Linked DNA regions of Mus musculus: region 1 is linked to region 2. A link is a contact called in public HiChIP or PLAC-seq data. All regions are on one chromosome and are shown on one strand. Each heading gives the region's core, a stretch centred on a gene start, on an enhancer-like site or on the middle of the called end of the contact. The rest is flanking DNA. Distances are from core to core; before and after follow the strand shown.

Region 1 (6,156 bases), core at 3,129-5,628, 560 kb before region 2:
TGTCCAAAGTCAAAGACTGGGTTGGGGAAACAACATACTAAGCTACATCTCCAAACCAACAGCAATAAAACTTCTCTCTCCCTCTCCTCCTTCTCTCCTTCTCCCCCCTCCCTCTCTGCCCCACTCCACCCCCGCCCCCCCTTCTCAATTTCTCTATCTTTCTTTCTGGTTCCCTGTCTCTTCACTCTGCCCGTATCTCTCCATTGTGTCTCTCTGTCTCTGCTTGTATCTCTTTTTTTTCTTTGTTTTGTTTTGTTTTGTTTTGTTTTTTGAGACAGGGTTTCTCTGTGTAGCCTTGGCTGTCCTGGAACTCACTTTGTAGACCAGGCTGGCCTCGAACTCAGGAATCTGCCTGCCTCTGCCTGGGATTAAAGGCATGCGCCACCACTCCCGGCTGCTTGTATCTCTTTCTTCACCCTCTGTCTCTCTGTCTTTGTCTCTAGCAAATAATATGCCCCTCCCCCAGGGGTGTGTGTGTGTGTGTACCTTTGCCATACCAATACCATTGTGTGGACTTTTGGGGGAAAGCTGTATAGAAGCTGCGTAGGCACAGGGAGATGGGTCAGGATGCTACTGCAGCCAGCCGTTAAAGGTGAGAGGAGAGGTTGTTTGGACTGTGGTTTAGGGGAGGGGGCTTAGAGAGAAGCTGCTGGATCCTTGCTGTAGAGTTCAAACTGAAGTCAACAAGATTTAGGAGGTGGGTTTGCCTGAGGGAGATCAAAATCAAGGAATGCTAGGTAACTTCCCAGTGTGTGTACATGCATGTGTGCACGCGTGGGCGTGTGTGCATACATGAGGTTGTAGAAGTGAAGTCTGAGAAGAGAACAATACAAGTGAACTCAAAACACCAGAATCAGGAGCTAGAAAGATGGCTCAGTGACTAAGGGCACCTACTGCTCTTGCAGGGGATCCCAGTTCAATTCCCAGAACCCACACTGTAGCTCTAAACGACCTGGAAGTTCAGCTCATGGGGTCAAATGTCTCTTGACTACAATGCACTCACCTCTCTTTCTTTCACACGCGCGCGCGCGCGCACACACACACACACACACACACACACACGTGTACATAGTTCAAAACAAAGAGACCACAGATGGAAACCCAGTGTGGTAGAGCTTATTCATAATTCTAACACTTTGGAGGAAGATCTGGGAGTTCAAGGCTGGCCTTGGCTAGATGAGACCCTGCCGCCAAAAAAACGACACTGTGGCTAAGAAGAGCAACTACTGCTCTTGCAGAGGATCTGAGTTACTTCAGCTCCCAGCACCTACACCCAGGACTCACAACCAGTCATTCATGGGCGCTAGGCATGTGCGTGAACATGCTTACATTCACACACATGTATAAACACACACAAAAATTAAAATAAAATAAATATGTAAAAGAGCTCCTTTTAAAATAACGGAGTAAATTTTTAGCAAGAAGAACGCTGGTAAAGGAACTGGTCTTTGCTAGGAAACACAGATGGTCCATTGTGTCAGGACTGGGAGCATATGACAGGGCAATGGGCAGTTGCCTCTTGCCCAGGGGGCGCTGTTGCCTACCCTGCCCTTCTCCTATGGATTCTGAAAGAGCGCAAATCTCCTATGTGCAGACACCTGTGTCCTGCGTTCTCTGTAACTAACACCCACCCTACGTCTACTCTGTAGTTATGACACCCAGTGGCATAGCTGGAGAGATCAGAATTTCCACAAAAAGTTTAAGAGGTGGGTGAGGGACTGGAGACTGTGCGGTGTTGGGCCACCCAAGTAGGGAGACTCAGGAATGCAGGCTGGCCATCCACAGTGTCCAGCCTCCCGCTGGGATTAAAGGGCACAGCTAGGGTACCTTAAAGGAGATACTGTGTTGGTGGGGACTAGCAAAGGCCCTTGCTGTGGGCCTGTAGGTAGATGCTATCCCCGGCAGTACCCAAGGCATCATGATTTGGAGCAGTGAAGGTGGGGTCTTTGGCTGGGCAAACCACCTTTGTTTCTTCTGAGTAGGTTACCATCCCAGAGTTCAACTGAAAGGGGTGTGTGTGTGTGTGTGTGTGTGTGTGTGTGTGTGTGTGTAAATTTCGGTTCCACTAATTTAGTGTCTTTTTTTTCCCCCCTGCCCTTTGCTCTACCCTATTCTGGGCCACTTTTCTTTCCCCTCCTCTTGTCCTCTCTGCAAGAGTAGAAAACACATCTCACTGTTGGGTGAACATTAACCCAGGCGATGCTTTCAAGAGTGAAGATAAACCCTAGGAAGAGTGAGAAGAGAGATGTAAGGGCAAGAAGGTTTGTGGGACACTGCTAGGCAGCGCTCTCTGGCTTCAAGCTCCACCCATGCGCGCTGGGAGGCTGGTGAGGGACAGTGAGAGAAAAGACCTCCCCATTTCCTAGAATCCCACCTATAACTACTTCATTGACAGCTTGGAGTGCCCGGGAGGACGTACAGTAGAACAATTGGATCCCCCTTAGGGAGGGGATTCGGGGGGGGGGGCTGTTTGAAACTCAGAATAAGAGAGGCTAGATTGGGGGTGTGCAGTCTTTTAGTAGCAAAGAGATGCCTGACTCCCCTGCAGCAGCCCCAGCTGTGTGTCCATCCTGGAATTGGGTAGATGTGGGGCAACCCTGCTCAGGTCCTGGCGTGGCACCACCAGCCCCTGGCCCCCTGGGTGGGGAATTTAACACTCACATTTTCGCACCACACGGAAAAGCCCGGCTACAAGCTACAGTACAGAAGAGAACTCCCAACTCTGGGTGGCCTAGAGTCAGGGTACCCATGAAAGGGGAGTCAGAAACAATGGTGTTGGAAGACTGGGATTGGTGGCCTGACTGTCCCTTATGTTGGGGGGGGGGCTGTGGGTTTAAAGGGAAGGGTACACCTGTGACCTAGGGCCGATGATCTCACGTTTGTTTTCTGAGTCCTCAGTGAATGTCCGTTTTTAAAATATTTTTTATTTTTTATTTTTATTTATGAGTGCGTTTGTCACTTGTTTTTGTGCTTCGGTATCCAAGGAGGTCAGAAGAAACTGTCCAGGATTCCTCTGGAGCTAGAGTCCCTTCTATGAGACTCTAGCCATGAGTTAGCTTTTGCAAATGCTTTTTTTCCCCATCTTGTTATTGGGGAGGGGGGATGGGGCGGGGGGGGGCTACATTTGAGGAAGCGAGGGCTGCACCATGTTTAAAAGGGATTTTCCTCTTTGTGGGGTATTGAGATACATTTACTAAAGGACGTTTGAATTATTTCCCATTTCCAACAAAGCTTCACTTATTCCCACTGCCAAAGATAGACACCTGCTTAGTGAAGATGGGGGATGGGGGCTGGCAGTTATACCTTGTGGTTCCACTTTCGTGGACTTCCTACTAACATGAACTGCTTGGACATTTGGTGCCAGGTTGTGGGGAAACCAGTTATAGTAAGTTAGGTGTGAGGGCCCTTCCTTTTTACGGAGAGCTGTCCTTCTGGCCACATTTGAGATCTTATTGATCCCTAGAATTCCATTTCGTTCTTTAGGGTGCTTAAAAGACACAGTGTGCCAGAACACCCAAGAACCCCCTGGTGTTGGCATTAGAAACCCCGGTGCTACACCATAGCTAGGCTTTCAAGGCCTCCATGAACAAAAGCTTTTGTCCACTTGGGCTCTTTTGGGTTCTGAAGTCAGTAGGAGAAAGAATCACAACACAACCCCAGAAATGGGTGTCCGTCATTAAACAAAACAAAAGAAAGCAAACAAAACAATAACAAAAGGTCGAGCCACTTTCATACAAGGGCGGAAGAAATCCCGGTGAAATGAGTTTCTTTGCCCTTAATCGACCGGTGAGGCTCCTTGGCTGTCTCATTCCAGAGACCCAGAACTCAGAGTCACAAAATCTGGGCATTTATTTGTCAAGCCCCTTGGATATTATCCCCTGGACCCACCCCGCCCCTGTCTTTTCACCTTTGAGACAGTACGAAGCCCATTCCAGGGCTTTTGGCGGAAGTCTTCGGGCCCTCGCATCCGGCCCCCTTTCAACATCAAAGCCCCCCTGAGAGCAAAGGACTTTGAAAAGATAGGAGTAGCTGGGACCTCTTATCACTCCCCAGCTCTCGGCAGAGCAGGTCGTAAATTCCCAGCCTCCCGACTGCCCTCTCTCCTCCTCTACGCGTTCCCCCTAGGTCTGAAAGACCAACCTGACACTCGCACCCGCCCTCAGGTCCTGGCGGGGACCGAGGGGCTCGCATCCCTTTAGTGGAAAGGGACACCACTACCTGGGGACCCGGCTTGGCTTTCTGATCTGCAGTGAGTAACTCTCTGAAGTGTGTCTGTGTTTCTCCGCAGGCCAGGAAGGCATCCTGCGTTGTCACCCGGACCTAGCTGGCCGTGATCTGCAACAGGGCACACTCACTGCTGAGTCACAGCGTGAGCAGAGCCAAGCAGGTCTCACTAGCCTAGACACCGACGACAGGCTGCGGCTGCAGCAACTCAATGCTCAGTACCGTGAGCGCTTCGGCTTTCCGTTCGTTCTGGCAGCGCGCCTGAGCGACCGTGCCACTGTGCCCCGAGAGCTAGCCCGCAGGCTTCAGTGCCAGCCGGAATCCGAGCTGCGCACCGCCCTGGGTGAAGTGAAGAAGATCAGCCACCTGCGCCTGACAGATTTGCTCGGTGCCCACTCCCACTCCGCCAGGGTGGAACTACCGTGAGACTGGGGATCGGAACTCCAGCAGGATGCCTCAGAGAGGGGACACCCTGCGCCCCGGAATGGCTTGGGCCTGGAAAGACAATTCATACACCCACACAAAGGAAGTGGAGAATTGAAGCAATCACACGAGTAATGCATCCTTTGTGCACCCATCCACATGAGCACGCGTCACCAAAATAAGTCACATTCTAGAGGTTTAGCGCTTTGCCCCTGATTTATCCAGATCGTTGCTTCAATTCTCCACTCTGTGCCCTGCCTACACTCTAGCCTTGGAAGATTCCAGAGCTCCCACCGGGCTACTGATTCTTTTCCGCTTAGTGGGGGAGAAGCGGGGAACTGGCAGCGCAAAGGCACGGGAAGACCGTGGTAGGGGCTTTCTTTCCATAGTGGTCTTTCATCTCCCACTTCATTTGATTCACCTGATATTTACATGTGAGCAGAGGCGATTTTCTCTCTCTGAGAGCCTATGGGGAAAAAAGTGTGTGTGTGTGTGTGTGTGTGTGTGCCCAAGTTGGAAAGGTTTGATGGTCAGAAGCCGGTATCACCCTTGTCCCTCCAGATGGTCAGCCCTTAGTGGTGGCCTGGAGTGCCCTGTCAAGCCATGCAATATTAAAAAATAGCAGTATTTATTGGACAGCCCTGAATGTTGTGGAGCCTAGGGTGAAGACTGTATCCCATGGAGCTGATAATACAGGGGTAGGGACGATGCTTATAGAAATCTTCCCAATAGAACAAGACTTGGGAGCTTGCAAACCTGGCTCTCCAGAGTCAGTCAGCTTGCTGTGGCTACTGGAGAAGCAACACCACCAGCGTGGGGGGGGGGGGCATGGCCGAATTCCCCCTTCTTCTCCGAAAAAAGGAGGGAGGGAGGGAGGGAGGGAGAGAGAGAGAGAGAGAGAGAGAGAGAGAGAGAGAGAGAGAGAGAGAGTTAATGAGTCCCAAGAACACAGAGTTAAGGGCTTCTCTTGGCAAAAAAGCAACAAACCATAAATGACTTCCCCAACAGGGACAGGTGAGATGGAAGCAGAGTTGGTTTTCCATAGTGAACAGCAAAATAAACCCAAAACAAAAACAAACAAACAAACAAAAAACCACCCTCTTTCCCTTTCCATAAAGAGCTGTGCCACAGCTTTTGGGCTCTGAACATGCATGATGGTCCACAGACCTAATCCCCTCCTGGAATACTCAGAATCGAAGTAAAGTTGCCTGTTGGCTCTTCTGTCACCTCACCTACGTCCCTGAGCAGTGAGAACAAAGTGGGAATGCGGGAAAGGATGCCTTGGAAGCTGCCAGTCCTCAGTCAGCATCCTAGGCCTGAGCCATGCAGGAAAGAAGGACACCAGGTGCTCGAGGATGCCAGCCCTGCTTGGCTCTGCTCCCTGCCCCCACCCCCCTGTGTCTCCTCTCTGTGTGTCTCCCATTCTCTTTTACACACACACACACACACACACACACACACACACACACACACACACACACCACTCAAAACACACACTCAAAACAGACA
Region 2 (6,307 bases), core at 344-2,843:
CATTTGTTGAAAATGCTGTCTTTTTTCCACTGGATGGTTTTAGCTCCCTTGTCAAAGATCAAGTGACCATAGGTGTGTGGGTTCATCTCTGGGTCTTCAATTCTGTTCCATTGGTCTACTTGTCTGTCACTATACCAATACCATGCAGTTTTTATCACAATTGCTCTGTAGTACAGCTTTAGGTCCGGCATGGTGATTCCACCAGAGGTTCTTTTATCCTTGAGAAGAGTTTTTGCTATCCTAGGTTTTTTGATCAGGTGAGATTAGAGGCCGCCTGGCAGCCTAGGTAAGTGGGATGGAAGCAGAGAGTGCTGGAGAGTGCTGTGAGGTGCACTGGAGGGTGGCCAGCCGGAACAGAACAGTTACGGAGTCTGGGAAGCTGTCAGGGGCTGTAGGTGTCATTGGGACAGGAGCCCCATGCATGGATGGGTATTGGATGGTGAGAACAGCATTGAAGGGTAAGGCAGGGCTGCTGCAGTCCTCAGGGACGCTGTGAGCCCCTCTAGCCAGTGCTGCTTCCTGTAGGCGCCATTTTACCATGGAGGAAATGCCACACAGGTGAGTGAGGTGACTGTCAGTGCTCACTGTCAGCTGAGCAGTTCTCAGACCTTAAGGTGGCCTTGAGCCATATCAGTGGCTTTGAGCTCTGTCTGACTTTATAAACCTTAGCCTGTATACTAGATATGGCATATATGTATGTATGCGTGTATGCATTTTTTCACGTTGTTATGAGCCACATCTTTTTGCACATTTCATAGCTGTTTGAACACCTGTTTTTGTTCAGTTGTTCATTCATTTATTTGTTCATTCATTCATTCATTCAAAAAACATTAATCACATCCTGGGTCCCTGCCGCCACCCCTGCTGTGCTAGCAATGCAGCTGTGCTGACTAAGGAAGGGTCTGGTTCTGACGGGATCTGAATGTGAAGAGTGGAGTGATGACAAAGTCATGTGTCACTGAAAACATAAATCCGTGCGTGTAAGCCTGGGCGTGCTGCAAAGGAGCACACGCCAGACGTTTGTAAATGACACCTGTTAGAAAGATTTGAGTATAATTCTCATGTTTACTTTATCCAGTTCTGTTTCACCTAAGAACAGCACACTGCTTTCTTATGAAAGCTCTAGCTATTTCTGTATTAGGAAGAAAACGTGGCCATTGTAAGCAGTACAGTGCAACCCTTCAGCTCTTCCCTCTGGCTGTGAGTTGATATTTGTATAATCCTGCTGATCCCTTTAAACTGTAAGTAGCCATCGTCTGTCCGGGGGTTGCAAGATGCTGGTATACTGAGCATAACATTTACTGAAGACATGGGGCTGCTGCCCTGCCTCCTGTATCAGTTCTAAAGTTCAAGGTAGGGCATTTTTCAGGGATCTGAAGCCACTGGTACGTGGACTACTCACTCCTTTCTCCTCCCCAAGAAGATTTTCATTAAAAACTCGTTTGCATCTTTGAAGAATAAGCATAGCAGTTGTTTTGAAAGAACGTGCATATACGTGAAAGTGGCTTTTAAGGGAAGATTACAGTGTTAGAGATGGTGGCGTTGATCCAGTGTGTGCTGCCCACTGCCATGAGGTAATCATCGAAGCTGGTAACTAGGTTCCCAGCTATTCTTAGAAAGACTTCCTGCCTCCCTTCACTTCCTCACCCTGCCTTCCCTCTCCCTTGCATCTCCTCTGAAGCCTACACGAGCCTTGAACTCTGTAACTCAGCTTGACATCAAACTAAACAAACTCAATGTGTCTCAGCCTCCAGTGTCAAGGTCACAGGTAAGAGGCATCACCCAGGCCATTCTGATTTTCTAATGTCTTTTTATCATTCTTCTGGTTCTTAACACTAGTGAGCAAGTGAAAAGCTGTCTCTTGTTTTGTTTTGCTGTTTTTGTATTTAAAGAAAAAGAGGTTCATTCAAGGAAGTGACCTTGACACTGAGATATTAAGGTTGCCGTGGATATTGGGGTGGTCTGTGAGTCAGGCCACCAGTGAGTTGGGAGAAGCTGGCATTTAGTCAGTGAAAGGGTGGTGGCTCTCTGTATGGATAGATCTTTATGCTTTTCCTTTGGCGGGCTCTGATACTCAAGCAAGCATGAAGTAAGTTAGAAGTGGCAGCTGCAGGCTGGAAAGTCAGAGGTAGGTGAGAGACAACGCCCAGAAGCAGCGGGGAGGGTGGACATGGAGGAGGAGCCCCAGCATTAGGAAGTAGTGCCTCAGAGAGGGTTTGCCACACTGAGAGCAAAGGTTAAAGGTCATTGACTTCCGCTATCTCACCTTTAGAGCCGCCTAGAGCTTGTAGTGTGATTTGCATGGCTTCAGGTGGAACCATGAGAGGGTTTGTGGAGTGGTCAGCAGCATACACTCAGTGCAGGGGTGGGTGGCCTGCAGTGCTCTTGCTTGTAGGAATGGGAAGTGGGCCACAGTGCTTTGGATCAACTGTCCCTGATGGGCAAATCACAGCATGCAAGTATAGAGAGCTAAAGATCAAATTGATGTTAAGTCTGTTTGGACTAGGGCATGTTGCAGCCTTGGGACTCGTGGGCTTTGGGCTCTTATACGTCTCACGGGGCTTTCGGGGCCTGGAATCCAGCAGGCAGGGGTGAAGGGCCACTCCAGCTGCATTATTACTGCATTGGTTTGAGATTGAAATGTGCAGAATGGGTTTGAGTGTGCGAAAGCTGGGCAGGAACGAGTTGGGCAGGGTTTGTGGGAATTTACCCTGCAGTACAGGAGGTAGAAAGACTCAGATCTACAAGACAAACTTGTTATTCTCAGTATAGAATCCAGGGAGACCTTGTGGGCCAAGTCAGGGGAGCCACCTAACACTGGGTAAGTTGTGGTGGAAATGGGGCAGGCTGAGGCACAGGAGTGGTGGCTCCCACCTAGAGTCGCAGCACTGGTGACTGAAGCATGGGGATTGCTATGAGATACAGACCAGCCTGAGTCATGGAGTGAGACCCTGTGAGAAAGGAAGGAAAACACTGAAAGGGCTTAAGAAGCAGCCGGATGGGAAGGGTATGCAGCACGCAGGTGGAGAGCGGGGTGGGGAGGCTTGCACAACACGCTGCACTTCATTGTTGAGTGGATAATCAATATGCTGTGTGGTCTGAGAATCCACAGAGAAACTAGACGCTCCCGAGGACCAGCTGGATCTTAGCAGCGCTTTCTATATGCACTTAATCATGTCCACAGAGAAAGTGCAGGTCGGGTTTGATGGAGCCGTACATGCTCCGCTTCCTTCCTACTGAGTGTTTTGGAAATGTAGCCATGCCCCGTGTTCACGGAGAGCTGTTCCCTCACGACCATAGCAGAGCCATAGCATGGCTTAAACTTGACCCATTGTTTTCAGAAGCATCTAGGATATCTCCAGACTTCTGTTTCCTTGTGCGACCACATTCACCTGGCTGCACTCTTGAGCGCTAGACGGCATTTTGTTAGAACCCCCATGCAGACTGCCCTTCAGCGCATGCCTGCCATTCCACTATTGCCCTAGCGCCAGTGTTGACGAGTGACCCTTTCCACTCATGCCAAGTAAGGCATGTTCTCACACTGGCAAAGTGATGGCCAAAATCGTGCTTGCCCTGTTTTAGTTTTCGTCTCCCAGTTAGTTAAGTATTGCTAAGTATCTGAATTTTTAGTCTGTGTCACCTGTTCATTTCCTTTGCCAGTTTTCTAGTTGGTTTTCTTCTACCTTTGCAAAGGCTTAGGAGTTGGTCTTATGTTAGTTGTAGCACACATGGGTGACTGATACGTAGTGTGTACTCTTCTTTTACTCTGTCTTCTATTCATGCTGTCTGTGAAGCCAGTGTTCCCTAGCATCATCATCAACAGTAGCCGTGGGAGCCAGTGCAGCCGTGGGGGCCAGTGTAGCCGTGGGGGCCTCTGAGCTTACAGTTCTGTGTTCTCAGTGCTCAGAATCTGTTGCAGCTGCACGTGCCGGGTGCCTGGTGGTGACTGAGAACTGCGTCTCAGGTGAATGACACTGCCTGCAGCTTCAGACAGTCTTGATCCAACAGCCACACTCGCCAAGGGAATGTTGTAAAGGCCCTGGCTTTGGAAATGACCTAATGCATGGAGCTGACTGTTCATCTGTAGCTCTTTAAAAACAGCATTTCGTAGTTTCTGTTTTAGACATTCCCTCCTTTTTTTCTAAAGATGTATGTTGTTGTTGTTGTGTGTTGGCGTGCGCGTGCGTGCGTGCGTGCGTGCGTGCGTGCGTGCATGTGTGTGTGTGTGTGTGTGTGTGTGTGTGTGTAGTGAGGCGCTAGGAGTTGACCTAGGGTCTCAGGATGCAAGTGCTCTACCACTGAGCTACATTCCCACCCTGTGTTTGCTTTAAAAGAGACAGTTGTGGGTTTCCTCACAGTGATTGAGGATGTAAAAGCAAAGTTTACTACTGCAGCTCTTTTCAGTTAGTGGGCTCGAAGTTGGGGTTGGGGGAGGCGTATTTTATTTTATTTGCTTCGTTTTTCCTGGCAGGAAGACTTTACTTTTTCAGCCCTTGTAAAATAAAGTCCCCAGGTACTATACAAAGTAGGGCCTGAGCCTACTGACCGAAGAGAACTCACGTGCACCTAGGGGATTCAAGGAGTAGCCAGTGTTTGTGCCATATCTGTCCATGGCTGCTGGGAAGGACGTTCTTGGAGTTCAGAATCGGAGTGGACTGTAGTGATCATGTGACCTGAGTGGAAAATTCTTGATGGCAGATCCACACCTGACTGCATGACTGTCAGCTGGGGGAGTCTTGAAAAGCCTCAGTCCTCTCCTGCTAAATCAGACTCTGGAGCGCGTGGCCTGCCCGGTCTTTTCCTTTCGTAAGCGGGCTCTCAGAGTTTGCTCAGCCTCGTTAGTAAGCCGTTAGTAAGCCGTGTCGGCTCCTTCTGACAGGCTTGCCTCTACTGAAGCGGTTGTGGAAGGACCCAGGTGGTGAAGATCAGCTGCTGCCTGCCTCCCCCAGCCGGCATGGAGCCATCATTCCCCTTACCTTCTTTCCCTCTGCATCAGTCAGAAGTTCAGATGCCGTAGTTGTCTGTTCTCCTGTACGTTGTCTAGAATTAGTATGTGCTTCTAGTTCTGATAAAATACCAGATTTTATACTACACACTCATTTTCCTGTTTTATTTTTAGAGCTGTTTGACAACTACATGCAACAAGATGCCCATGAATTCTTAAATTACCTACTCAATACAATTGCTGATATTCTACAAGAAGAAAGAAAACAGGAGAAGCAAAATGGCCGATTACGGAACGGAGACGTGGACAACGAGGATAACAACAGCACACCAGACCCAACCTGGGTCCACGAGATCTTTCAGGGAACATTAACTAATGAAACCAGGTGTCTTACTTGTGAAACTGTAAGTCCATCCGCATAGCTGTCCGTCTGAAGTCCTGCCCGTGCTTTTGTGTAGCCCTGTCGGGTGCTGCGTGCTTTTCATGGGGATGCCAGGATGCTCGCTACAGTCTGCGTCACGCTGCTGTTGTTATAGTTTCAGAGGCTTTAGAACCACGTAGGTTAGACGACACAGGGTCATGGAAGCACAGCTCTGAGTCTTCACCTCAGGGATAGGTACCGAGCCAATGCGGTCCCTCCATGCTGAGTTTGAATATCGTCAAAGGACATGCTCAGCACAGGGCTGTGTGCTGCCACCATATTACACAGTACTCGTCTCTTCTGAGTCTTTGCTAAGATAAAGGGATGCGAAATGGAGTCGGAAGCAGAAACCCATTGTGGAGAAGCGTGTAACTGACGTTAGTTAACCGTAATTGCTCACCTCGGGTGACAAGCAGCAGCACAGTAGGCTGGTTGATAGCACATCCAGTGCCTGCGCTATGCACTGTGCGCAATGACGTGGCCACAGTGTTGCTAGGTGGTGAGGACTTCTTAGTCCCGTAATAATCCTACAAGGTCACCGTCCTCTATATGCGCTGTTAATGACAGCAGTGTGGCAAATGACTGCTGTGAACAGATACATGACCAACATATATTTGTGCTGGCTTACAGGTCAGTGGTTCAGTCCATTATCATCAAGGCTGGAGCATGGCAGCATCTAGGCAGACATGGTGCAGGCAGAGCTGAGAGTTCTACATCTACATCTGAAGGCCGCTAGGAGAAGACTGGCTTCCAGGCAGCTAGGGTGAGGGTCTTAAAGCCCACGTCCACAGTGACACACCCACTCCAACAGGGCCACCCCTTCTAATAGTGCCACTCACTGGGCCAAACATTTTCAAACCTTCACAACTGGGAGTTTATTTCCCCCTTTCTACAGTTGTACATGTGGTTGTTGTTGGAATAGAACAGTACCGCGTGCCCTC

The links. HiChIP or PLAC-seq counts read pairs in DNA pulled down with a chosen protein or histone mark.
Region 1: a contact with region 2 is called in an HNF4G HiChIP or PLAC-seq map of pancreatic cancer cells. The contact joins two enhancer-like sites. A contact is called at or near these places in 4 of 39 promoter capture datasets (the C10 cell line, hippocampal neurons, liver and 1 more), 4 of 115 datasets of contacts at active chromatin or transcription factors (craniofacial prominence, embryonic basal ganglia, microglia and 1 more) and 1 of 9 other capture datasets (embryonic stem cells).

The regions. Positions count from the first base shown.
Region 1 is chr5:147,313,598-147,319,753 of GRCm38.p6, reverse strand. Urad (ureidoimidazoline (2-oxo-4-hydroxy-4-carboxy-5) decarboxylase) reads left to right here. Exons shown (of 2, transcript NM_001039678.2): 2 at 4,289-4,770. The coding sequence ends at 4,650. Among named protein-coding and RNA genes, the nearest start is that of Urad, 5.8 kb to the left of the region's middle. Within about 2 kb of position 4,378, at least 57 of the 459 cell types and tissues checked have an H3K27ac peak or open chromatin away from gene starts, as enhancers often do. A contact at or near this core is called in pancreatic cancer cells, where this site is marked.
Region 2 is chr5:146,753,412-146,759,718 of GRCm38.p6, reverse strand. It overlaps Usp12 (ubiquitin specific peptidase 12), which reads left to right. Exons shown (of 9, transcript NM_011669.3): 4 at 5,120-5,349. Among named protein-coding and RNA genes, the nearest start is that of Usp12, 38 kb to the left of the region's middle. Within about 2 kb of position 1,593, at least 55 of the 459 cell types and tissues checked have an H3K27ac peak or open chromatin away from gene starts, as enhancers often do. A contact at or near this core is called in pancreatic cancer cells, where this site is marked.